5 separate regions of the Sus scrofa genome follow, and regions 1, 2, 3 and 4 are each linked to region 5. A link is a contact called in public Hi-C, HiChIP or PLAC-seq and promoter capture Hi-C data. All regions are on one chromosome and are shown on one strand. Each heading gives the region's core, a stretch centred on a gene start, on an enhancer-like site or on the middle of the called end of the contact. The rest is flanking DNA. Distances are from core to core; before and after follow the strand shown.

Region 1 (4,905 bases), core at 1,642-4,141, 560 kb after region 5:
CTATGGCATGGGTTTTAACACTAGCCCAGTAACTTCCACATGCTGTAGGCATGGCCAAAAAAATTAAATTTAATTTAAATTTAAATTTTAAAAAATACTTAGGAATAAACTTCACCAAGGAGTTGAAAGACTTAACATGCTGAGAGTACAAAACGTTTAATAAGGTATATTGAAGATGATTCAAAGAAATGGAAAGATATCCCATGCTCTTGGATTGGAAGAATTAATATTGTTAAATGGCCATACAACCCAAGGCAATCTACGGAGTTAATGCTACCCCCATCAAATTACCCATGACATTTTTCACAAAAATAGAATGAAAAAATCCTAAAATTTATGTGGAACCATAAAAGGCCCAGAATTGTCAAAGTTACCCTGAAGAAAAAGAACAAAACAGGAGGCATAACCTTCAGACTTCAGACAATACAATAAAGCTACAGTAATCAACACAGTGTGGAACTGGTACAAAGACAGACATATGGATCAAGAGAATGGAATATAGAGCCCAGAAATAAACCCAGACACCAATGGTCAATGAATCTTCGACAAAGGAGGCAAGACTTTACAATGGGGAAAAGACAGTCTCTTCAGCAAGTGGTGCTGGGAAAGTTGTACAGCTGCATGTAAATCAATGAAACTAGAACACACCCTCATACCATGCACAAAAATAAACTCAAAATGGCTTAAAGAAATTCCCTTGTGTCTCAGGTCACTGCTGTGGTGTGGATTCAATCCTTCGCCCAGGAACTTTCAGATACCACAGGTACAACCAAAAAAAAAAAAAAAAGAAGACATAAATATAAGGAGTTCCCATCGTGGCTCAGAGGAAATGAATCTGTCTAGCATCCATGAGGACACAGGTTCAATCCCTGGCCTTGCTCAGTGGGTTAAGGATCTGGCATTTCTGTGAGCTGTGGTGTAGGTCGAAGATGTGGCTTAGATCCAGCATTGCTGTGGCTGTGGCATAGGCCAGCGGCTACAGCTCCGATTTCACCCCTAGCCTGGGAACCTCCATATGCCATAGGTGTGGCCCTAGAAAAGAAAAAACAAAAGACTTAAACATAAGACATGTCACCACAAAACACCTAGAAGAGACCACAGGTACAACATTCTCTGACATAAACCATACCAATGTTTTCTTAGGTCAGTATCCCCAGGCAGTAGAAATAAAAGCAGAAATAAAGAAATAGGACCTTACCAAACTTACAAACTTTTGCACAGCAAAGGAAACCATAAACAAAATGAAAAAACAACCCATAGAATGGGAGAAAATATTTGCAAATGATGTGATTGACAATGGCTTAATTTTCAAAATATACAAACAGCTCATACAATTCAATAACAAAAAACAAAACAAAACAAACTCAATCGAAAAATGGGCAGAAGACCTAAACAGACATTTCTCCAAAGAAGCCATATGGATGTCTTTCAATAGGCATGTGAAAAGATGCTCAACATTGCTAATTATTAGAGAAATGTAAATCAAAACTACAATGAGGTACCACCTCACACCGGTCAGAATGGCCATCATTAATAAGTCTACAAATAGTAAATGCTGGAGGTGATGTGGAGAAAAGGGAACCCTCCTACACCTTTGGTAGGAATATAAATTGTTACAACCACTATGGAAAACAGTATGGAGGTTCCTCAGAAAACTAAATACAGAACTCCCATATGATCCAGCAATCCCACTCCTGGACATATATCCAGACAAAGTTTTCATTCAAAAAGATACATGCATATAAAAAAATAAAAGATACATGCACCCCTAGGTTCATTGCAGTACTATTCACAATAGCCAAGACGTGGAAACAACCAAAGTGTCCATCGACATGGATGGATTAAGATGTGGTGCATATATACAATGAAATACTACTCAGCCATAAAAGAGAACGAAATAATACCATTTGCAGCAACATGGATGCAACTAGAAATTCTTATACTAAGTGAAGTAAGTCAGAAAGAGAAAGACAAATACCATATGACATCAATTACGTGGAATCTAAAATATGGCAAATATCTACAAAACAAAAACAGACTCACAGACATAGAGATCAGACCTGTGGTTATCAAGGGGGAGGGAGGAAGCAGTAAGATGGACGAGGAGGGAGTAGCAGACACTGCAAACAGTACAAAAGATAATTTTCTACTCTGGCGAAGTTTGAACTAATTTTGGATGGCTTTTCTATTCTGATATTCCAAATCTCTGTGAATGATGAACAAGGCCTGAGTCTCCCAGATAAACACCTCGTTTCTCTTACCCAACGCGGAGCTCCTGATCAGGTCTGAAAGTTTGCCCCCCACCCCGCAAAAAAAAAAAAAACAAAAAACAAAAAACTTTATAGAACAAGTTTTAGGTCCAGATTGCCTCTTCCAGGGAAGACTGAGATTACGGAGTCTCCTCGAGGCTCCAGAGCGGCCACCAGATGGCGCTCTGGCACCAACTGCAAATCAACTTCCTTCCTCTTCCCCTAACTCTTCCCGGCAGCGGGGCCCCCGCTCGAAGCGAGGGACCAGAGGGCTGGGTCCCTCCAGCTTCCCCTTGGGATTCCCCGGCTTCTGAGGTGGCCAAGCATTAGATGCAACATAAGCTGAGTAGCAGCAGGGGCTGCCAGCCGGCTGGGACAGGCCAGGGTAAGAGAGGAGACCGGAGCCGCGGTCCTCGGCTGGGGAATGGCGCTGGGTCAGCGGATCCCGCAGCAGGCTGGTCCCTAGGACAAAACTCACACCTGATTGAGGGCCATCCTCACTCTCGCTTCGCGCGCTGAGCAAATATTTCCCCTCTAAGGGGCGCGCCTGAGTCACTTGCGATTGGTTACTCGAGTCCGGAGTTAAACTTTCAGCCAATGAAAAACGGCATGGGGAGTGACGCACGGAAACGTCACGGGAATTCCCCCCTCCTGGGGCGGAAAAGGGGCTTTCCCGGCTGGAGTCCTGGTAGCTGGAAAGGTGTCGCGACCCGTCCGGGGTGGGTCGGGCCGGGAGAGAATCCGGAACCTGAGCCGCCGCAGCGGTGAGTGGCCGGGTTCAGACCCCTGGGTGGCAGGACACGGGGAAGGGCGGGAGGAGGACCCTTAGCTGACCGAGCCCAAGGGCTGAAGAGAGGCGTCTGCACACTCACAGAGAGCACGCACACGATCAAGATACACGCATACACACTGATGTCCTTGTATAAAGACAGGCGGGCCGTTTGTTACACCTTCACATATGCCGGCGTGTGCACAGCACTATCCATGCAGACTCGCTCACACAAGGACCCGCAAAACACGCACACCGTGCACAGGTGCCTGGACCCATACCCTTCACGCACAAACTCGAAGATGTGTTCACCTGTGCTCTTACATACATGCTCAGATGTTTCCGCACTGAGAAGTTTAAGGACACTCACCTGTATACGCATGTTCAAGCCATGAACACACAACACGCAAGCACATGGGCCGAAACACACTTGTACACCTATGATGCAGATGCATACATGTATTACACACGGCTTTGGGACTGGGGCGTAGGGCGTAGGCAGCCAGAGTAGGTGCAGTGTGGGAATTAACGGCTGTTGAGATGTTTTCGGGAGGGGTAACAGGGGAGCCCATCCCAAGGAGACCCTTTCCTTCCCCCGCCCCAGGGCCCCAGAGACCAGTTATCCGGGCAGAGCCCCGGGGCCCCTCACTGGGAAGAGCCCCCACCTACAGGCCTTCGGGGAGTAGGCCTTCCTACTGCAGGAATGTCCCCCCAAAAGCCCCCAGGGTGATTCAGCCGTGGCCTCACTCGGGGTAGAAAATCCCAAGGTTGCTCCAGGACGGGGGAGGGAAGGAGGCGGACCTGACCCCGTACTAGGAGCCTCCCCCAGCTTTGAAAGACCCTCCCGTCCCCGGCGCCTGCCCTGGAGGGAGGAGGAAGGGGTGCCCAGCCCCGCGGGACCTTCCCAGCATCTGGTAGCCCCTCGACTTCGCGGAGACGCTGCGGGCGCTAGCAAGCCAACTGAGACCTTGAGCCCCTCCCGTCTCGGGGGCGTGGCCAGTGCGTCATTTCCAGGCCCGCCCCCTCCGGCCCCGCCTCCCCCTGGTATTTTCGGGACTTTCCTAAGCTGTTCTAACTTTCCTGCCCTTCCCCGGCCCAGCCCAGCTCCGGATCTTGCCCTCCACCGGATCTTGCCCGCCACACCCGGACGGGTGGCTGGAGATCAGACCCTCCCCTAAATCCAGGCCCCCCCTTTCCCCCCAACTCCCGTCCTGATCTTTCTCTCCCAACCCCTCCACTCCTCCCCACCTAAGGCGGGCGCCTGAAACTCCGGGGAAACAGCACCCGGCCGGCCGGAGCCACCGGACAGAGCTGGGCCTAGCCCAGAGACATGGACAGTTGCTACGACCCAGTGAGTCACTTTGCCTGGCCCCAAAGCCGGCCGGTTGCCCCCTGTGCCTGTCTGCTTGTCTGCCTGCACCTGTAATGTCCTTAGATTATCTCAGCCTGCCTGTCAGTTACCTCTGTCTGCAAACTGCTTCCAATAGGAGTTTTCTTTTATGGGCCTGGGGAGGAGGAGTGATTATGGAGGGCTTGGAGAGCTGAGAGCTGGAGGGCCCCGAGAGTGGCTCAGAATCAGATGCTACCCCAGTCTGTCTCCACAGCAGAGTCTGCCTGGCATCATCGAATATGATGATTTCAAATTCAACCCGTCCATTGTGGAGCCCAAGGAGCCGGCCCCAGAGACAGGTTAGTAAGTCCCCCGACCTCCCCTTGTCTTGGAGGGAGGAACATGTGCCCTCTGCCTTGGGAATGGACTCAGAAGTCCTGGCTCAACAAAGTCCCTCTGTCCCCAGCTGATGGCCCCTACCTGGTGATCGTGGAACAGCCTAAGCAGGTGAGTGAAAGAGATGGCATGGAATGGTTTCAGCTTTGGGGGCAAGTGGG
Region 2 (5,137 bases), core at 363-2,862, 710 kb before region 5:
AGCAACGCCAGGTCCGAGCTGCGTCTGAGACCTACACCACAGCTCACAGCAAGCCAGGATCCTTAACCCACTGACGGAGGCCAGGGATCGAACCTGCGTCCTCATGGATGCTAGTCAGATTACTTTCCGCTGGGCCACTATGGGATCTCCCAGCTCTGCGAGCTCAAGTACTCCCCGCCCACACGCACACACATACACAGTTTTTTTTTCAGGGTTTCTCGCAGTTCTGTTACACTTCTCTTCTGCCCTGGGTCAACACTTCAGTGGCCCACAGAGCCAAAGAATTACAACTACCAGTCACACCTGGCTCCGCCCATTCTTTTTCCGGTTTAAAACTCGCGGGCTTTTCCTGTTCTGAATTCCTAGACTTCCTGTTCTGATTCTCGCGATGGTTACCAGACCTCGCGTGAAGTTTGCTTCTTGAACTTCTGCAGCGTTTTAGAGACGTGGGTGGTTTCATATCTGCCTACGCACCCTTCTCAGCAGAGGCCCTCTGGTTAGGAGTGGAGTGTTCGCGACTATGGCTCCCCTAAATGAAAGGGCTTGGTTGCTTTCAGGTGCGGAGGGAGAGTAAAGGACCGGTTCTGAGAGTTCGTCTACCCGGGCACCCGGTGCGCATGCGGAGCCTGGGCGTCCCAGAGGCCGAGGCCCAGCCCCCAACTTTGGGACTGGTGAAGAGGTCCATACCCAAGCAGCTCCACTTGGGGCCAGGTCTCTCTGGACCGAACCTGACTGAATACCGTCCCCTCCCTGGCTGCATATCTCAGTTTCCGCCCCCTACAAACTGGACTGCAGCGCGGCTTCAGTAAGCCGCTTCGGGCAGGCCTGGGCGGGGCTTGGTCTGACAGACCCCCGGTAAGGCGGGCGGGCTTTCAGGAATGCTCTCCTCCCCGCCCCTAGCTCAAAGCGCCACGGTGGCGCTGGTGGCGGCCGGGAGACCGAATACCTCTGGCTCGGCCAGTCTCGCAGACATAACCTGTAATTCCGACCCAGCGCGCTGCCCACTGGGGAGGCGCCCCGCCCACCTCTCTTTGCGGCCGCTAGTCGGCTCGGACCTCTAATCACCCGACTCCTCCGTGGGTTGAAGGATTGAAGCACCTGCCGGATGTGGGCAGGGAGAAGTAAGCGCTGAGTCTCTGGTCGGCGACTTGGTGGAGAAGTGGGATGGACAAACCTGCAGTCACCCCTGGGAAGCCGGCCCTGGGCTGCCAGGAGACGACGTTGTTTGGCCCTGCCATCCAGGAGCGCCCGACTTGGCATTCTCGTTCCTACCGCCTCCCTATTATGCAGCTGCTCTAGAGAATGAGACTAAAGTCAGATGGGACAGGACCTAGCTTTTCAGCCAACTCTAGCTTCCCAGCTACCCCCCCCCCCACTACCAACCTTCACTCCACCCCGTCTCTAGCGTTTCCCAGCTTGGGTGTCCGGTTACTTCTCTGTTCTTACTGTGACTTTGGCCCAGGCTAGGAGGATGTGGCCCAAGAGGGTCCCGTGCGGCTGCATAAAATTGGCAGCTTCAGAACTAGGGGAGAGGGTGGGGTGTGCGACGTTGAAGGGCGGGGAGAGGGGGCGGAGGAGCTGCTTTCTGAGTGCAAGTCCGTGGGCTCTGTCAGAGATCCTCAAGTCAGAGCAGAGGTGGCTGGCGGGCCCACCGATTCCTTCCTATTGCCTGCGTTTTCGGACGGGACTCACAGCTGCTCTGAAGGGCTTAGTCCGGGACACTAGGTGAGCGCTCTGGGCCCTAGGGCATTACCCCCCCACACTCCCCCCAACAATGCACCCTTCCTGACGTTCTGCCTTTATTAAGGACTAATTGATCCTGAGGCCATCCACCTCTAGGGCAGGAAGCTTCAGAGTTAGATGGTTAGTGGTGGTGGTGGTGGTGCGTGTGTGTGTGTGTGTGTGTGTGTGCGCGCGCGCGCCTGGACTTTATCACTCCCTCCTCGCACCTCTCCCCAACCCCCAAGAACAGCCCAGTCAGTAACCACTCAGCAGAACTGGTGGGTCATTGTAAGGGTCACTGTGCCTCTGTGTCCGGGATCTACTTGACTTCGAGGTAGCAGGGGAGGGATCAGTGCTAGGGTCCAGCATGGTACGAGGAACAGTGAGGTTGCTTCTGACCTTCTGACCTGGCTTCCCTCCCTGGCAGGGTGCCACGCACGCGCTGATGCCCCGAGTGCTCGCAGGCCTTCCACTAATCATGCCACAGTCGCCCGCAGCTGCCTTGGCTCTGCCCCTGCTGCTGCTGCTGGTGGTGGTGGTGGTGCGGCCGCCCCCACAGACTGGCGCGCGGCCGTCCCCGGGCCCCGATTATCTGAGGCGCGGGTGGCTGCGCCTGCTGGCGGAGGGTGAGGGCTGTGCTCCCTGCCGGCCAGAAGAGTGCGCCACGCCGCGGGGCTGCCTGGCCGGCCAGGTGCACGACGCATGCGGCTGCTGTTGGGAATGTGCCAACCTCGAGGGCCAGCTCTGCGACCTGGACCCCAGCGCCCACTTCTACGGAAGCTGCGGTGAGCAGCTTGAGTGCCGGTTGGACACAGGCGGCGACCTGAGCCGCGGAGAGGTGCCCGAGCCGCTGTGTGCCTGCCGCTCGCAGCGCCCGCTCTGTGGTTCCGACGGCCGCACCTACGCGCAGATCTGCCGCCTGCAGGAGGCGGCCCGCGCTCGGCCGGAAGCCAACCTCACCGTGGCGCACCCAGGGCCCTGTGAATCGGGTATGCACGGCCCCGGGCCCAGACCCCCGGCACTGGGAGTTCCTCGAGGTATTGGTCTCTGGCCAGTAGAGCGAAAAGAGGAGGCCAGAGAGCCCTCAAGTCCATTGTAAGAGGCTGCTCTCTGGGCTGGTCCCCAGAGACCACCGCCTGAAGGTGCTGGTCCTGCGCTTTGTCGATAAGATATGTGCGCTGAGGTGCATAAAAGCTTCAGACCCGGCTGGCAGAGACCAACCCTCTGAGGGAACAGGCACATAGCCAATGCTTAGCCTCAAAATTGAGACAGTGAAGAGACTCTCAGTCTTTGCCCAGATGCTAGAATCCAGGCAGGGAGGCTTGGGTTTCTGTGAAATGCAATCAGGTTTCATTTGGCCAGCTTCATCCAGGGAGTACTTAGTTAACCCAGTCTCCTGGCTTCTTTCCATGCTCCCCCTTCCTCTGCATTTAGGGATTAGTGAAGGAGGGGCTTTGCTAGCTCCCATTCTCCCATCCCAGGGGGCTTAAGGCCATTCCAGCCTCAAGTTTTCTTTGGCGGCTTCAGTAACCTCCTCTTCCTTGGAGGGGGTCTGGCTTGGCTGGTGCTGCTGAGCAAACAAATGTCCTGCAGGAGTGAGGGGGATGTCCCACTGCTTTTCCTACAATTCCGGGCTGTCTGCCTGCTGCCCAGATTGGTTTCAGGGTCTCTGCCTTTGCCACATAGACCTCCTCTCCTACGGGTGGGATGGGGACGGGCTGCTCTTTGGACCTGGGGCAATAGGACCTCCTTAGGGAAGGGTGGATGTGGGAGGTGTCAGTTACAAGTACAGCAGGATAGGGGCCTAGAGGGTGGAATGAGGACAGGGGAGCAATCAGGGACAGAGTGTGGCTGCCAAGCTGAGCTGGGGGTCATTGTGCTTTGTGCATCTTGTCTGTAGGAACATTTTAATGTCTGTGTTCCTCCCCTTGTGTGTACCTGAAGCTACATTTGTACATACCTGTGTGTACATGCCATGTTGTTTTTATGAATGTGTGTGTACCTCAGCATACATTGTATTCCTTCACACCAACATGTTCAAAGTGGTTTGTATATGAGGTCCTTGCTGGTCTGGATGGGCTATTCTGTTCTCAGGCCTCCCTCCTCCACCCCCAGGGCCCCAGATTGTGTCGCGCCCATATGACATTTGGAATGTGACTGGGCAGGATGTGATCTTTGGCTGTGAGGTGTTTGCCTACCCCATGGCCTCCATTGAGTGGAGAAAAGACGGCTTGGACATTCAGCTGCCGGGGGATGACCCCCACATCTCTGTGCAGGTAGGGGCAGAGAGCAGAGGCCTCCTTGGGGCAGCCCAGGGCTCCCTCAGAAGGATACTGCTGACTCCTCCTGGCTCCAGTTTAGGGGCGGACCCCAGAGGTTTGAGGTGACAGGCTGGCTGCAGATCCAGGCTGTGCGTCCCAGCGATGAGGGCACCTACCGCTGCCTGGCCCGCAATGCCCTAGGCCAGGTTGAGGCCCCAGCTAGCCTGACAGTGCTCACACCAGGTAAGGGGGAGCCCTGAGCTCTGGGGGCTGAGGGGTGGGGTTGGATTGGGGCCCTTGAATGTGTGTCTGTGTGTGTATGTGCAGGTGGGTACACACACAGGCATGGCTTTCTCACAGACTGGGATACATAGACACTGACGGCCCCTCTTTCCTATTTTCTCTCCTTTGCCCACATGTGTTTGCAGACCAGCTGAACTCCACAGGCATCCCCCAGCTGTCATCCCTGCACCTGCTTCCTGAGGAAGAGGCTGAGAGTGAAGAGGGCGAGGATTACTACTAGGTCCAGAGGCCTGGCCCATGGGGGGTGGGTGAGTGGGCATAGTTTTCATCCCTTCTCTCAAAAAGATCTGGAAAGGGGGAGCACGGCCCCTGCATAGATTGCTTTAATGCTCTTAGTAGAGGAGATGTTGCAGTGTTGGGAGGGACAAAATTTGAAGGTGGGTAAGGAGAGAGGCAGAGACTAGAGAAGGTGGGACGCGGAGGAGCCCTTGCAGGAGATGCTCTGGCCAGGACAGTCTCCTGTGTGGACCAACCAGGTGGAAGGCAACAGTTACCTGCCTGGTCTCTGCCTCCCCCAGGCAGAGTGGGTGGTGGGTGGGGAGGAGCAGAGCTACACAAAGGAGTGCAGTCACCAGGATCCTCCATTTCTTTCCTGCAGCCCTCCCTCCAGCCCTACTTAGCCAGTCTTCTGACTGCCCTCCTGCATGGCTCCTGCTGTTAGTTATTTCCCAAATCCCCAATGTTTTTTTTGTTTTTGTTTTTTTTTTTTGGACTATACCTGTGGCATGTGGAAGTTCCCCAGCCACCCAAGCCACTGCAGTGACAATGCCAGATTCTTGACCCACTGCACCATAAGGGAATTCCCCCTAGTCCCCAATTTTTGCCTAATCCCAGTTTATCCTTCTTCAAAA
Region 3 (4,885 bases), core at 633-3,132, 650 kb after region 5:
AAAGAGAAGGAAAGCTAACTAACCAAAAAGCATCTTTCATTGGAAAAAATGAGGAATTTAGAACCCAGTCTTAATCTGAGTCTTGGCACCTCAACTCATAACCCAGCTGGTTTGAATACTGTTTGTTATTTAACCTCCCCAAGCCTCATTTTTCTTCATATTTCAATTGGGACTAGTAAGCCCTAACTACCTATCAGAGTTGAAGCCTAAAGAAGATTCAGGAGTTCCTGTCTAGGGAAAACGAATCTGAATAGCATCCATGAGGATGCAGGTTGGATCCCTGGCCTGGCTCAGTGGGTTAAGGATCCGGCTTGCGTGAGCTGTGGTGTAGGTCGCAGATGCAGCTCTGATCCCAGCATTGTCATGGCTGTGGTGTAGGCCAGCAGCTACAGCTCCTATTCAGCCACTAGCCTAGGAACCTCCATCTGCCGCAGGTCGGCCCTAAAAAGACACACACACAAAAGATGATGCAAGTTAAAGGACCTTGCAACGTGCCAAAGATCCCAAGGGCTGAATCAGCAGAGTGAATGTGACAGTCAGCTTAGGACAAAGGAAACTGGCAATTGTGCCTCAATGGAGGGACTTAGAAGAGGAACAGAAAGGTATCAACCCAACCTTTCCGTGGAAAGACAGAAATTCAGTTTTATACAACTGCTTCTCTCCGCCAAAAATAAGAGCAGTATTTAGATTCTTTCCATTTGTCACTATTGATGCACCTGCATGGGTACTAGCAAGAAGAATAGCGGATAAAGCACTGGATTTAGGGCACCACTACTGTGCGACCTTGGGCTCACTTCACCTCTTCGCGCTTCAGTTTTCTCATTCGTAAAACGAGGATCAAACGTCCTGCTTTAACTATCCACCTCAAATTGGTGAGGATCCAATTTGAATGCATGTGAAACCCCTGTGTAAGCGCTACAGCGCCTGGCAAATACGTTTAGTTATTTTTTTTTCCACAGCAACTAGGCGTTTCGAAGAGAAAGGTAACCCCCTACTTGCTTTGTCACTCCCCTTTCTTCTCAACATTTATTAACGTTGTAATTTAAAATCACAGAAATAACTGAAATCCTAAGGCCATTTCTGGCACCACACATTCGAGCCCCACCCAAACATACCGCCAAGCCGCGGGCCCGTCTGGGGACCGAAGGAAGCTTAGCCCTTCTCCACTCCCGGGCGGGCCCTAGCGGGTCAGGCCCCACCACTCCGAGGCCCCGAAACCAATCCCCACGGCCCTCGAGCGCCGCCCCGCCCCTTAAAGGGGGGAAATACTATGGCGGCCGGGAAGAAAGGCAGGAGAGCGAGCCAATCACTGCAGAGGGCTGCCCTCATCCGGCAAGGCCCAGAGGCGGGGTCATTGGCCAAGATGGACAGCCAGAACAGCCTATAGAGTTATCGGAAGCTGGGACGGGGCGGACGCCGGGCTCTCACAGAGAGGTTAAGGCCCCTCTAGCCAGGGGCCCAAGGACCCGGCTCGGACTATAACCCTTCCCTTTATCCATCCCAGGGTTCTCCATCCCATGCTTGATGGCCGGCTGGCCCGCCCTGCCTGTGGATTACGGGTCGGGGGAGGAAGGAGGCGGCGGCGGCTGAACCCGCCTGACAGGCCGGGCCAGTGACAAAGAACCGGCGGCCCAGGCTGAAACCCGGGAAGCGATCCCTTCGAGGAGGAGAGCATAAGTCCCTCTAGGGGGATGCAACTCACGTTGTCGATCACGACAGGCTGGTTGGCGATCACATCGTAGGACTCCATGGCAGAGGAATCTCTCCTTCCGAGGAAGGAACTGCCAGACCGGTCTGCCGCTAACGCCACTGAAACGCATGCGCAGTCTGGCCTCCAGTACCGGACGGCCAGGGAGCGGCCCGACCTCGCTTTCGAAGAACTACAATACCCAGAAGGCTCTGCATTGTATTTAGCTGCTTCGGAGCCCCGCCTAGTGTAAGTGACACGGCATCGCGTTTCCGGCGCACGGTGTGTTGGGCTTTGTAGTCTCTATAGATTAAATAGAAAGGGACGCTGATTGCATTGCCTACCAGAATCTGTAGTCCATTGGGAGGGATTCCCAGTGCCTCCTGAAGTATGTAGTATTTGTCTGTAGTTCGGTTTGGATTGATCAGTAACTTGTGGATGTTTGGCTTTTACAGATCAGTCCTGCCACTCTCCACCACTTCCCCTGGACAACGTAAGGTTGCCATATTTTTATATGGGTCTATAAGACATTAACAAACATATATCATGGAGTTCCCATCGTGGCGCAGTGGTTAACGAATCCGACTAGGAACCATGAGGTTGCGGGTTCGATCCCTGCCCTTGCTCAGTGGGTTAACGATCCAGCGTTGCCGTGAGCTGTGGTGTAGGTCGCAGACGCGGCTCGGATCCCGCGTTGCTGTGGCTCTGGCGTAGGCCGGTGGCTACAGCTCTGATTGGACCCCTAGCCTGGGAACCTCCATATGCCGCGGGAGCGGCCCAAGAAATAGCAACAACAACAACAAAAAAAAAGCCAAAAAAAAAAAAAAAAAAAAAAAAAAAAACAAACATATATCACTATAGCACTCTAATAAAAGTAACTTCTAATACACACAAATACACAGGGAGGAACATATTCAGAGAATAGAGGAAAGTAGTTTAAATTACATAAAATTTGCTTTTGCGGTAAAAGAACATTTTTGTTGATTTTTGCATTTTTTTCCTGGATAGTTGTAATGCAACATGCTAACATTGATCTAAAGACTGGCATTTGGCGCTACTGGTATAGATGATATTTTGGCCATTAAAACGACGTTCATCTTCCAGCTTCAGGAACTGCTCTAGCATATCTTTAATTTTCATAAGGATTCACATTGATGAATGAGAAAATGGAAGCGAAAAGAGGTTCTATTTTTTTCTTCCTTTCTTTTTTTTTTTTTTGGTCTTTTCAGCGCCGCACTCGCGGCATGTGAACGTTCCCAGGCTGGGGGTTGAATTGGAGCTGTAGCTGCCAGCCTATTTCACAGCCACAGCAACCCAGGATCCGAGCCCAGTCTGTGATCTACGCCACAGCTCACGGCAACACCAGATCCTTAACCCACTGACCAAGGTCAGGGATCGAACCCGAGTCCTCATGGATACTAGTCGGGCTCGTTAACCAGTGAGCCACGACGGGAACTCCATCACTGCTTTCTAATTGAGCCCAGTGTCTAGAGTATTTCCTCCCGCCCTTCAAGTTGCAAGGACCCTTTAGTTAATAGTCCTGACCCTTTAGTCAGGATATTTAATCGATCCTAATTTATCTAAGTCCTGTTACTTTCTAGCAGAAATTCAAAATAGATATTTCAACATATGACCCTCGAGTTTGGCGGTGTTGGTGTCAATCTGGTCAATGGACATTCAAAGACGGTAGGAAACATTCAGATTTTTACTGTTAAAACTAATGCTACACGAACGAATGAATCAATCCATTGCCAGATTTGTTTAACAATCCTTCTTAGAGTGACCGCAGAACAATTACAAGCCCTTTACCCACGCACTTCCCAGCGCTTTGGTGCGACCCTAGCACCTCAGAAAGACGCGCCAGCATCTCTATTTAAACCTGAGTTCCTCCTAACACTAGGGGAGGCCAAGAGCTTCGGGACACCCCTTAAACAGGGAGAGGGAGGCGGGACCTATTGTCAAGTCACGCCTTTCCCACCTGTGACTGGCAAAGATACTAGCCAATGGATGTCGGAATAGGGCGCGCCGCCGCCCCGCCCCCCTGAGCGCCCCGCGGCCCCCGAGGCACCCTCTGGCCGTCGCTTGCCTGGGCGGACGGTGCGCCTTGCGCAGGCGCGGAGCTTAGACCTCGCTGCAGCCCCCATCGCCTCCGGGAGTCGCACCCAGGGAGTCCGCCTGCTGGCGCGTCAGCGCTCTCCCCGTCGTCTGCCCTCCCCGGTCCCCCCAGCGCCCTACGCGCCCCGATGGCGGAGTTGCGGCCTAGCGGTGCCCCCGGCCCCGCTGCGCCCCCGGCCCCTGGCCCTACTGCCCTCCGGCCTTCGCCTCTCTCTTCCCCCCGGGACTGCACGCCATCTACGGAGAGTGCCGCCGCCTTTACCCTGACCAGCCGAACCCGCTCCAGGTTACCGCTATCGTCAAGTACTGGTATGTCTTGGGCCGTGGGGAGATGGACAGGGGCGGGCTGGGAAGGGTTAAAGCGCCGAGGGCGAAGTAGTTTGCGGGGAAGAGGAGGGGGAAGGAGAATGGTTAAAGCACTTGGAAGGAGGGCTTCCTGCTGAGAGGGAAGAAGTTAAGGCTCAAGTTAGGAATGGGGACAAAGGGGTTAACGAAGCCTTTGGGTAGCGAAGGGTTAACGAGGGGGGTGGATGCAGGGTAAACTGGGATTAGGAGAATAGAGTGAATTGGGGTGTGGGTAGGAGCAGGGGGGCGCATACGACAGGAGAGAGGGAACTGTAAACGTGGTGAAAGGAGGGGGCGCCTGTAGGGGGTCATTAGAGGGCGAGGGGAAGCCCGGGCGGGGTGGGGGGCGGCTGAAGTGGGATGAGGGAGGCGAGGCGGGGCCTGGGGAGCATCTGAGAAGGCTTTGGAGCAGCGCGGCTGGAGGAGCTCAGAGGGCAGGAGACTGCATAGGGTAGGGGCGGGTGTGGGTCTGTGGCTTAGGAGGGGAGCAAGTTGTGAGCATTGCGCTTGCGAAGGGATGAGGAGGAGGTCTCCTTTTGATTCCTTCCCTATGAGCTCAGACATCATATCAGTGCAGTGCTTTAGCGTTTGAAGTTTGGCGGAGAAACTTTTCCTGATAAACTTTGTGCTTACTCTGCATAGTTCTCTTTCTCCATGCAGAGCTTCCTCTGGGTTCCGCAGCTGCTTTGCTTTAGGTCACTGGCTAGCACAGAGGCAGGCAGGGTCAAGGGAGATCCA
Region 4 (4,554 bases), core at 264-2,763, 580 kb after region 5:
TGGCATTTTGGAATTACTGCTGGTGGGGGAGGGGGGAAGGCTGCTACCCCACCCTTGGGACTGGGAGTATCAGCCAGCCATGATCATCCTACAGCCATGAACCCCTCATAGTCTCTCTTAGGGAAGCCCCTCACTCAGGGGGGAGAGAATTCAGGCCTCCTGGAAGAAGAGGGAGTGTATATAGGGACATGAGGGGCTGAGAGGCACAGGTGAAAGAGAGAAGAAAGGCCTGATATATATGTGCTGAATGGGAAAGAGACATTCTTGTTCTCCATACAGGTGCCCACACGCACACACACGTAAAGACAAAATAATGTCAGTACACAGTTAAACACATTCATAGGCAACACCCTCCAGCACACACAGACACAAGCACACACATTGCTCAAAGACACACCCTCATATACTCTCACAGTCATAACAAATATGTGTGTAATGGAAAGGCACATGCTTGTTTTACACACACAGTGTCATCAAAGAAGAACACACAAAGAGATACCCAAATATACACACAAGCCCTCCTTCTCCAAGGCACACAGAGACACATGCATATCAGATACTCACAGAGAGCTACTGGGCACAATCACACAGAAATATAGATGCACACTCATATATTTAAGCAGGGACATAGACCCTCTCCCCTAACCCCAACAGTCACCAGTCTATGGAGGGGAAGGCTGCCTCAGACCCTTCTCCCTTTCTCTCCCCCTCACTCCCCCCGGTCCCCGGGGTCGGAATGACAGATTTTGTCCAGACCAGGAGGGACGGTAAAGGGGTAAAGGGGCCTCTGGCGTCAATGCAGGGTAGGGGCAGAGGTCAGGAGCAGCAACTCTGTCAGGCAGGTTCCTGAAGCTCAATCAGGCCCCAGCGCGCCCCCCAGTGCAGCCTTGGACGAGCCGCGTTGTACTCACCGCTGCTCGCCTGGAGCTGGGGCCGAGGAGAGGCAGGGGAGAGGCTGGGCCCAGCCTAGCTGTGAAGGCAGCACGGCTCCTGCTTGCTCCTGCTTGCTCCAGGCCCGCCCGCCTCTCAGTCCCTCCTCCTACCCCCTACGCGCGGCTCAGGCAGAGCTAATCCCCCCACCCACCCACCCACCCGCCGCCCTCTCCCCGGGGGCCCTGAGCCCTGAGCCCCGGAGACTGTCCTCCTTCACGATGCTAGATCTCCGCTGGGCTCTCCCGCCAACCTGAGACCCGCCCCTGACGAGGGGGAGGTGGTATGGAACCTCCGGTTTCTTCTCCAGATCCTCACATGCCCAACCCCAATGGTGTCCACATCTCTCTTGTCCACCACCCCCTGAACAGCACGCAGACCCAGCTGCACACGCGTGTCCCGCTCAAGACCCCATTGCGTGTCCCTAGGAGGTTGCCACATGACCTGTTACATGCCACACGCGCTCCCGCCCCCACGGGCACGCGGCCGCGCCAGCACACCGTACGATGTAGACTGGACCCGCCCCCTAAATCCAGAAGACCATCAACTTATGGAAGAAAGATCTAGGGAACACCGCCTCAAAACCTCCGAAGGTTCTGAGTCTAGGACCCAGGAGACAACCTGACCACTCGCCCGGGATGCAGCAGGAAGGACGTTAGTCAGACTTCAGAAAGAACTTCCTTGCTGCCTGAGTTAGGCATCCCGCCCGTGTAGGGGTAAGAGATTAGAAGGAATGACGCCTGGACTAGAGGAAGTGAGAAACAACCCTTGTGCCCTTGGCCAAGGTAGAAGCGGCCCAGCTATTTTAAGAAAGCACCGCCAGAGTTACTATAGCAACTGCTCTCCTTGCGAACTCCAAGACAGACAGGTGGTGATCCTGGAAGGAAAAAAGGGGTCTGTTCGGGCGGTCAAGGGGCGCGAGAACGTGCGAGGCGGGGGCGCGCGGGGCTCACCGCGGGGAGGGGAGGCGCGGGCTCCGCGTGGTGCTGAAGGGGACAGCGCCCGATTTGTCGCACTGCGCAGGCGCAGGAGCGCTAACAAAGCGGGGAGGGGAAGGAGGCGCGCGGCCCTAGGTGGTGCGCGCTCACTTGACTCAATCTTAGCAAAGATTTGTTCCTTCAGCCACCCTTCCCCAGGCAGTCGGAGGAAAACAGAGCGAGTCCTTTACCTAAGCTGACCCTCCTTTGTCCTTTCCCTTTGCTGTTTACTCTCTTCTCGCAGCATGTGGATGGGCGGGGTGGGGGAGGGTAGAGGAGTGTGAAAGGGATTCGGGGAAAACCAGGATGCCAGAATTCTCTCTCTCGACTCTCTTGGCCCCGGACAAGGCGCTTCCTCTCCAGGACCTCGATTTCATCTTTAAAGTGGAATGATAGAACAGACCTGCCCACCTTGCACAGGCGCCCAAAGTCCTTATGAGATAATGGATGGGAAGCAGTTTTCGTTATAAAGGGACAGGTGGGAGTTCCCGTCGTGGCGCAGTGGTTAACGAATCCGACTAGGAACCATGAGGTTGCGGGTTCGGTCCCTGCCCTTGCTCAGTGGGTTAACGATCCGGCATTGCCGTGAGCTGTGGTGTAGGTTGCAGAGGCGGCTCGGATCCCGCGTTGATCCCGCGTTGCTGTGGCTCTGGCGTAGACTGGCAGCTACAGCTCCATTTAGACCCCTAGCCTAGGAACCTCCATATGCCGCGGGAGCGGCCCAAGAAATGGCAAAAAGACCCCAAAAAAAAAAAAAAAAGGGACAGGTGAAGGGCTGCGCGAAGGGAGAGGGCAATCCTGCTGGGGGCAGGGGTGGGAGAACTCTGAGAGAGAGTAGTATCCCTCGGCGTCCTTCACACCCTCCCCTCAAATGGATGATGGGGAAAGCACTGGTCCAGGAATTCCCTGGAGCGGACCCTGGAACTAGAATCTGGGGACTCGGTGAGAGTGCGGCCCGGAGATTGAGCCCAGAGCTCTGGGGCGGTCACTGCCCCAAGGCGGGTCCAGCCTCAGATCCTACAACTAAGAGGAGCAGCATTCCTGGCGGGCTGAACTGAGCATTCGTTCTCAGGACTCTAGACCTCTTGAGTAAAGGAAAGAGACCTAGCTGGAGATATAGTCCCTATAGCCCTTCTTGCCTCCTACATCTCTCTCCCCAAGGTGTAAACCCATTCCAAATCTTTCAGGAGTGGAAGGGGCTGGATAGCTCTGTACTTCAGAATTAGCCAGGATGGGAGGTTTGGGCAAGTTTGCTTGATGAAAGAAGGAAAATTCTAGCTTTGCTCATTCAACTCACTGGACATTCACTACATGCCAGAGACAGGATAGTTTCTTTCCGTTTTTCAAACTCACTAAAGGCGACCAGAGGGCAGAGAATGTAGGGCCCAGAACCTTGGAGTCCTGGCCCCGCCCCTTCTACGTTTGGCTCTGCCTGCTCCTCCCATCACTTTACTTAGAGGCGGCCACTGGCCCAAAACAAAAAAAGAAGCCAGCTCTGCTGCACCATCGCGTGCTTCAGCCTCGGGTCTCAAGCCCTGTAGCGGATAAGGCGAGGTCTAACGTTACACCACCAGTCTGTTCCGCCTTCAGTTTCGGGATCCATCCGGAACGCTTTCAAACAGGATCCTCAGTGAGCCGGCACTCGATTGAATCGGTCTGTCTCTACAGCCCAAGGAGGCGGGTTCGCTGCGGCCTCTCCAAGGCCAAAGCAAGAAGACCTTGCTGCGCACGCGCAGTAGACAGCCGATGGAGCCACCGATGGAGCCGTCCGGAGGGGAGCAAGAGCCCGGAGCCGTCAGGTACCGAGCACCGGAGGGGCCGAGAGAAGGAAGAAGGACCTGGGGGAGGGGAGCTGAACCAAGGCCGGGTCTGGGGATCACCTTTAGGAGCCAGGGCTCAGAAGCATAACGGAGGCGGATTCACAGGTAACAGCGGCCCGGGGACGCCGCCGCCAACGCCCCTTTACCCGCAGGCTCCTGGACCTGCCCTGGGAAGATGTGCTGCTCCCACACGTCCTCAGCCGGGTGCCGCTGCGCCAGCTGCTCCGACTACAGCGCGTCAGCCGGGCTTTCCGGGCGCTAGTGCAGCTGCACCTGGCCGGGCTGCGCCGTTTCGACGCCGCTCAGGTGAGGAGCCAGAGCCCCGCCCCTTCTGGGTACCGCCTCCGCCCCGCCTCCAGCCCAGCCCCCAACCCCCTGCCCCTACCCCTGAACCCCCGCCCCCAGCCCCGCTGCCTTCCGTTCTGGACCCCCCTTGGGCCTCCGGGAATGCCCAGGAAGAGATCCACCTAGCGAGGAGGGCAAGTACTGGGAATCAGCTTAGAGGGCGCGTAGGGTCTCTATTGGGAGGGTAGGTGGCAAGCCCGAGGGAGACCTGCTGCCGTGGAAGAACTCAGGGGCGGATAGGCTGCGCCAGCCCACGAGACCATCTGAAAGTCGAGATGCCTCCCCGCCCGCAGGTGGGTCCGCAGATCCCCCGGGCCGCATTGGCCTGGCTGCTGCGGGATGCCGAGGGGCTGCAGGAGCTGGCGCTGGCGCCGTGTCACGAATGGCTGTCCGACGAGGATCTGGTACCCGTGCTGGCTCGAAATCCGCAGCTGCGGAGTGTGGCGCTGGCCGGTTGCGGGCAACTGAGCCGCCGCGCGTTG
Region 5 (4,616 bases), core at 1,857-4,356:
CTCCCCCAAAAAAGACTAAATATAGGAGTTGTCCTGCTGTGCAGCAGATTAAAGATCCAGCAGTCACTGCAGCAGCTTGGGTTGGTGCTATGGCAAGGGTTCAATCCCTGGCCCAGGAACTTCCACGGGCCACAGGGACAATGAAAAAAAAAAAGAAAAAAAGGACCAAATATATTCTCAGTCTTACAGTGAGGAGGGAAAGGGGGGCAAAATAATCTAAAACTGCTAATAATAACAATTACTACCTGAGAGGAGAGGGGAGCTAAACTGCTTTTAGAGGGGGAAGGGAAAAAAACAAGTAAGGTAGGAATAAAAATCAGGAAAAAAATCAGAATCAGATTGACTTAATTTTATGATCACTCAAGTTCCTGATGTAATAAAAAAGGAGCCCCCAAAATGCCTTAAACGGGCAACAAATTCAACACTGGAACTAGCTCAAACAGGAAACTCTCAAGCAATCTCAATTCCAGAGCAAATATTTGAAAAACTGAAAATGCAACAATGTGACCAGCTCCAGAGTGTCCTAGATGGGGGCAAAGCACAAGTAATGCACTTTGCAGGAAACAAACCTGCAGACTGATGACTTAAGCAGTGGTTTAAGAACAAAACTGGTATTTGGAACTACCTCATGTGCTAATCACATCTTTGCCTAACCTTTATTTTCCACCTCAGTCTAACCATGTGCAAGAGATAAGGACAACATGTCAGGAGTACCAGGAAGATGGTTAAATTGAGTTTTGAACACAAAATGCTCCTTACACACACACACACACAGAGACTAACTTAAAACCAAAATTTCTGAAATGTAACAATGCACTCAGTAACAGAATGGTTACTCTACACCACAAAGTCAATGACAGGCCAAAGAAAAATTCCCTACATACTAATGTATGAAACTGTAGCACTTTCAATCTTGACAATTCAATGTTACTCTTACAGGTAATTTCAAATACTAGGTAAATTTTACAAGTCTTTATAGCTTTCCCACAACCCTTAGCATTAACATTTTTCTCTTAAGGAGCTAGCCATTGAACATTCCTTTAGAGGTGCTTCAACATTTTATTTTTTGTACATTTATTATTATTAAATATAGTTGACTTACAAAGCTTCTACATTAAATTTTTTTTCAACTGTCCAACATTTTAATCTTCAGAAGCCCTAAAGTTGCTCTTTTAGAGTCAGATTCATGGTTTCATCAATTGGCACCACAAAGAGGAAGCAATGCTGTTAGACAACAGTTAAAAATCATGTTTTCATAAACACCAACTCTAGTCAAATACATAAGTAGTTTTCCCCAAAATTTCGCAAGACAGTTAAAACTTTACTGAACTGTTTCATCCCTTACCATAGATGCAAATTAGTCTGCTCTTTCCTACAATTAAACTTTATCTGAAATACCATAACCACCACTCATTTTTCAAACTCATCTTTCACCACTCTATGCCAAAGCTCTCAACTGAGAAAACAAACCTTCTTTCCGTTTCCACGTTTTTATAGAGACCATTTTTTTTTTAACAGTGCTACTCTTATGCATACCATTACATACAGTAGACAACTAATAAAGTATACAGCTAGGAAACACTGGGTCAGACAAAATACTTCCTAAATTCAAATACATGCTGCACTCCAGGGGAAAAAAAAAAAGAAACTTATTGATGCTTCCATAGAATGCAGAGCAGAACATTTGTCCATTACATTCACAAATTGTGATGCAATCTTCTGCTCATTCTCTCCAGCCCCCCCGAAGAAAAGTCCATCATTCTTTTTAAAGGGAAATGGAAAGGAATAAGGTGAGAAGGGCAATTTTAAATCTCCTCTGCAGTCACTAAACCAAAATTCTGTTATCTCAGATATTATTAAAATCAAAGCTTCATCCTTCAGAGGCAAGGCACAGCAGCTGGCAAATGGCAGCTTTCTAGGCTGCAAATAAATCTCCAAAGCGTGAGGGGTAGAGACTGGCCAGCAAAGCTCTAACCAAAAAGCAATGTGTAAAACTATATAACCCAACGGTGCTTCTCTTCCCTCCACGACAACTATCACACCTGTACGGGTAGTCTTTTTCCCAAAGGGTGGGGACAGCAACACTATACACGTCTTTCCGTGTGAACCCAAACCATCGTAGGGAATAAGATCCCAAGATACAAAGATGTATATATAACTCAGAGCCTAAGACTAGGCTCCTTACGCCGCCTCCGTTGGAGCATGCCTGGCTCCAAGCCCAAAGCGGGTGGGGTCAGAATTGTTAATAGCCAGAGGGCAACTCGACGCCGCCTGAGAACCCGAGACCAGCTCTCCGTCTCCCCTCTCCCCTCGTTTCAGCAAGGTCACATTTCAGATCCAAAGAATAATCTCCTTTTAGAGCCCCCTCTAAAACACTGCCGCCACCTGCCTCACGAGAAAAGAACGTGTTAGAACTAGAGCGAAGAGGGAGGAAGGGCGCTCTTGCCCAGCCCGCGCCAGACCGCTCACCTTCCACCACGCCACATAGGAACCTCCGAGCCCCGCCTGCCGCCCCGGCCACCACGGCTCCCCCGGCCCCGGTTGGATTGTCTTCTCCGGGGGCTGGAGCTGCAGGCGGCTCCAACGATGACCCCGCGGAGGCGGCAGGATTGGAGTTGAGCTCGCTCTCCCGTTCCTCCAGCGCCGCCTGGCTCTCCTTCTGCACCATCCTCCTGCCCCTGGCCGCCGCCACCTCTGCAGGTCCTCCTCGGCCTCCGTCCGTTGGGCCGCCGGCCCGGAGCCCTACAGAGGGCCTCGGCTCCAAGCGCGCGCCCCTCCGGTTCCTTCCCCTCCCCCCCTCTGCCCTTCCCCCTCCCTCTCCGCAGAGACCCGAATGCCCGGATGAGAAGGGCGGCGGCACCAGCGCGAGCCCTTTGTCAGCCGCTGCCTCAGCCTAAACTGGCGAGTCGGAAACCTAAGCGGAGAACGAAGCCGCGACCTCTCGTTCCCTGGACCAAGGCCCCTTTTCTCGTTCTCAGTTAGCTTCCGACGCCCTTCGGATAATCCTAGTTCTTTCGCTACCTCCTCCCGAAGCCCCTGTGTCTCCTCTGCCGCCGCCTATACCACCCGCTTCCTGTTTATCCGCACTGCGCCTGCGCTGGAGACCGGCTCAGACCGGTCCCTTCAGCCCGGATCCCCCTCCTTCTTTTGGGCCAGCCTATTGAGCTCCATTCGGTAGGGGGAAGTGGAACAGAAAAGACACCAAAAGCAGAAGGTAATGAAGGTAGTGGAATGTACCATTTAGGCTAGCCACCCTCCAGAACGAGCCAGGCGCCCTGGAACGGACCATTACCCCACCCGAAGAAGGGGAGTATGGGAGGAGGCTGCACCCGGTCGGGGCAATAAGACCAGGGCGGGGCGGGGGTGGGGGAAGAAGGTGGAAAAAAAAAAAAAAAGTGTTTACTCTCTCAATGCGCAGGCGCGGAAACGAAGCCTCTGGTTCTTAAAGAGATAGAAAGAAACTGACCTATTTTCTACAGATATTCTTCTAATGAGTTGGCTCATTACATCAACCCGACCCAGACTCGGTTTTGTGAAGACAGCACTCCAAGAAGCTCAGCTCACCCCTCTGCCTTGAAACATTTCCCCCTTCAGGTTGGCACTGACCCCTTTTAAAAATTAGATCATTCGTTCATTCCTTCATTCGGCAGACACCAATTGAGCTTGCCTCATGCTGGCCTCTTGGGCTCCTGTGAGCTCACAATTTGGTGGTACAGGCAAACGAGTACACACACTGTCTCCACACGTTGTACCCAAGTGATGTGGAAACTCCGAGAAGAGACCAATTTCATCTTCCTTTTGGGGAGAGGCAGTGGCCATGGCTTCACTTTTGAGCTGGGTCAAAAAGGATAAATAGGAGTTAGCCAGACCGAGTTGGGGTGAAGAGAAGAGAAAAGGGCACTCTAGGCATGTGGAAGAGAGTACAAGTGTAGGGAGGGGGAAAAAGGCCTGGCCCTTTGGGAAATGGGGAGTGTGGAGTGTGTGTAAGGGAGAAGTGAGGGCCCTTGGGCCTCAGTATAAACATCGTTTCCTTGGGAAAGCCTTCCCTCAACCCTCAGTGGGCTTGGGTCCCCTTGCTATATTTCTCAGCTCCCTTTGGTTCCGTCATAATGCACTTGATTTGAGAGAGCTGCAGCAACATGCGAGGTATAAATGTGAAATAAGCTCTCGATCTGATTATTAAGACTTGGTATTATTGTTCATCTTATACTTCAGTCTCACGCTAGACTCCTCCAGGGGTAGCCCAACTTGTAGCTCCACAGAGTCTTACAGTCTCTCTTCTTTTTCTTCCTAAAGTGTTGAGATGGAGGTTAGGAGCAAACATTTTCTCAGGGGATCTCCTGTGATGACACCTTGGGGCCATAGTAACTTCACTGGATATAATGGTCCTTTGGGGGATCTGGAAATTATCATTCTAGCTCACCCCACCTCCCTCAGTCTCATGACACCTTCCTCTTTGCTTCACATCTCACACTATGGCAACTGCTAGCAAGTCATCATCCACAACTTTATCTACTCTCCATAGTCCACACTCTGGGGTCTATGACCTGAGCATACCTTCTCAAACTTTCAAGGGCAGTTCTGGCCACACACTCTCTCTCTGTACCACACGTCTA

Evidence for each region. Promoter capture Hi-C pulls out the DNA fragments that hold promoters and counts their contacts. A called contact is a pair of places that touch in the nucleus more often than the background predicts. HiChIP or PLAC-seq counts read pairs in DNA pulled down with a chosen protein or histone mark.
Region 1: a contact with region 5 is called in a Hi-C map of skeletal muscle, with 4 times the contacts expected there. The contact joins the promoter of NFKB2 here to the promoter of MGEA5 in region 5. A contact is called at or near these places in 1 of 5 promoter capture datasets (fetal liver) and 1 of 47 Hi-C or Micro-C datasets (skeletal muscle).
Region 2: a contact with region 5 is called in an H3K27ac HiChIP or PLAC-seq map of alveolar macrophages. The contact joins the promoter of KAZALD1 here to the promoter of MGEA5 in region 5. A contact is called at or near these places in 1 of 5 promoter capture datasets (fetal liver) and 1 of 2 datasets of contacts at active chromatin or transcription factors (alveolar macrophages).
Region 3: a Hi-C map of liver shows a contact between it and region 5, with 4 times the contacts expected there. The contact joins the promoter of ACTR1A here to the promoter of MGEA5 in region 5. A contact is called at or near these places in 1 of 47 Hi-C or Micro-C datasets (liver) and 1 of 2 datasets of contacts at active chromatin or transcription factors (alveolar macrophages).
Region 4: a promoter capture Hi-C map of liver shows a contact between it and region 5, with 5 times the contacts expected there. The contact joins the promoter of FBXL15 here to the promoter of MGEA5 in region 5. A contact is called at or near these places in 1 of 5 promoter capture datasets (liver), 1 of 47 Hi-C or Micro-C datasets (liver) and 1 of 2 datasets of contacts at active chromatin or transcription factors (alveolar macrophages).

The regions. Positions count from the first base shown.
Region 1 is chr14:113,403,521-113,408,425 of Sscrofa11.1, forward strand. NFKB2 (nuclear factor NF-kappa-B p100 subunit) reads left to right here and starts at 2,892. Exons shown (of 23, transcript XM_021072746.1): 1 at 2,892-3,013; 2 at 4,272-4,369; 3 at 4,626-4,707; 4 at 4,815-4,855. The coding sequence starts at 4,349. It overlaps LOC106506113 (a long non-coding RNA gene), which reads right to left and starts at 3,911. Exons shown (of 3, transcript XR_001301171.2): 1 at 3,389-3,911.
Region 2 is chr14:112,141,134-112,146,270 of Sscrofa11.1, forward strand. It overlaps KAZALD1 (Kazal type serine peptidase inhibitor domain 1), which reads left to right and starts at 1,613. Exons shown (of 5, transcript NM_001244551.1): 1 at 1,613-1,725; 2 at 2,150-2,711; 3 at 3,838-3,998; 4 at 4,079-4,226; 5 at 4,412-5,137. The coding sequence starts at 2,168. The coding sequence ends at 4,506.
Region 3 is chr14:113,496,912-113,501,796 of Sscrofa11.1, forward strand. ACTR1A (alpha-centractin) reads right to left here and starts at 1,883. Exons shown (of 11, transcript XM_001928877.5): 1 at 1,703-1,883. The coding sequence starts at 1,750. SUFU (suppressor of fused homolog) reads left to right here and starts at 3,090. Exons shown (of 14, transcript XM_021072750.1): 1 at 3,090-3,991; 2 at 3,994-4,111. The coding sequence starts at 3,931.
Region 4 is chr14:113,428,656-113,433,209 of Sscrofa11.1, forward strand. It overlaps FBXL15 (F-box/LRR-repeat protein 15), which reads left to right and starts at 1,514. Exons shown (of 5, transcript XM_021072747.1): 1 at 1,514-1,798; 2 at 3,576-3,706; 3 at 3,880-4,033; 4 at 4,366-4,554. The coding sequence starts at 1,664. PSD (PH and SEC7 domain-containing protein 1) reads right to left here and starts at 1,438. Exons shown (of 18, transcript XM_021072740.1): 1 at 912-1,438.
Region 5 is chr14:112,848,109-112,852,724 of Sscrofa11.1, forward strand. It overlaps MGEA5 (protein O-GlcNAcase), which reads right to left and starts at 3,107. Exons shown (of 16, transcript XM_003483548.4): 1 at 2,470-3,107. The coding sequence starts at 2,668.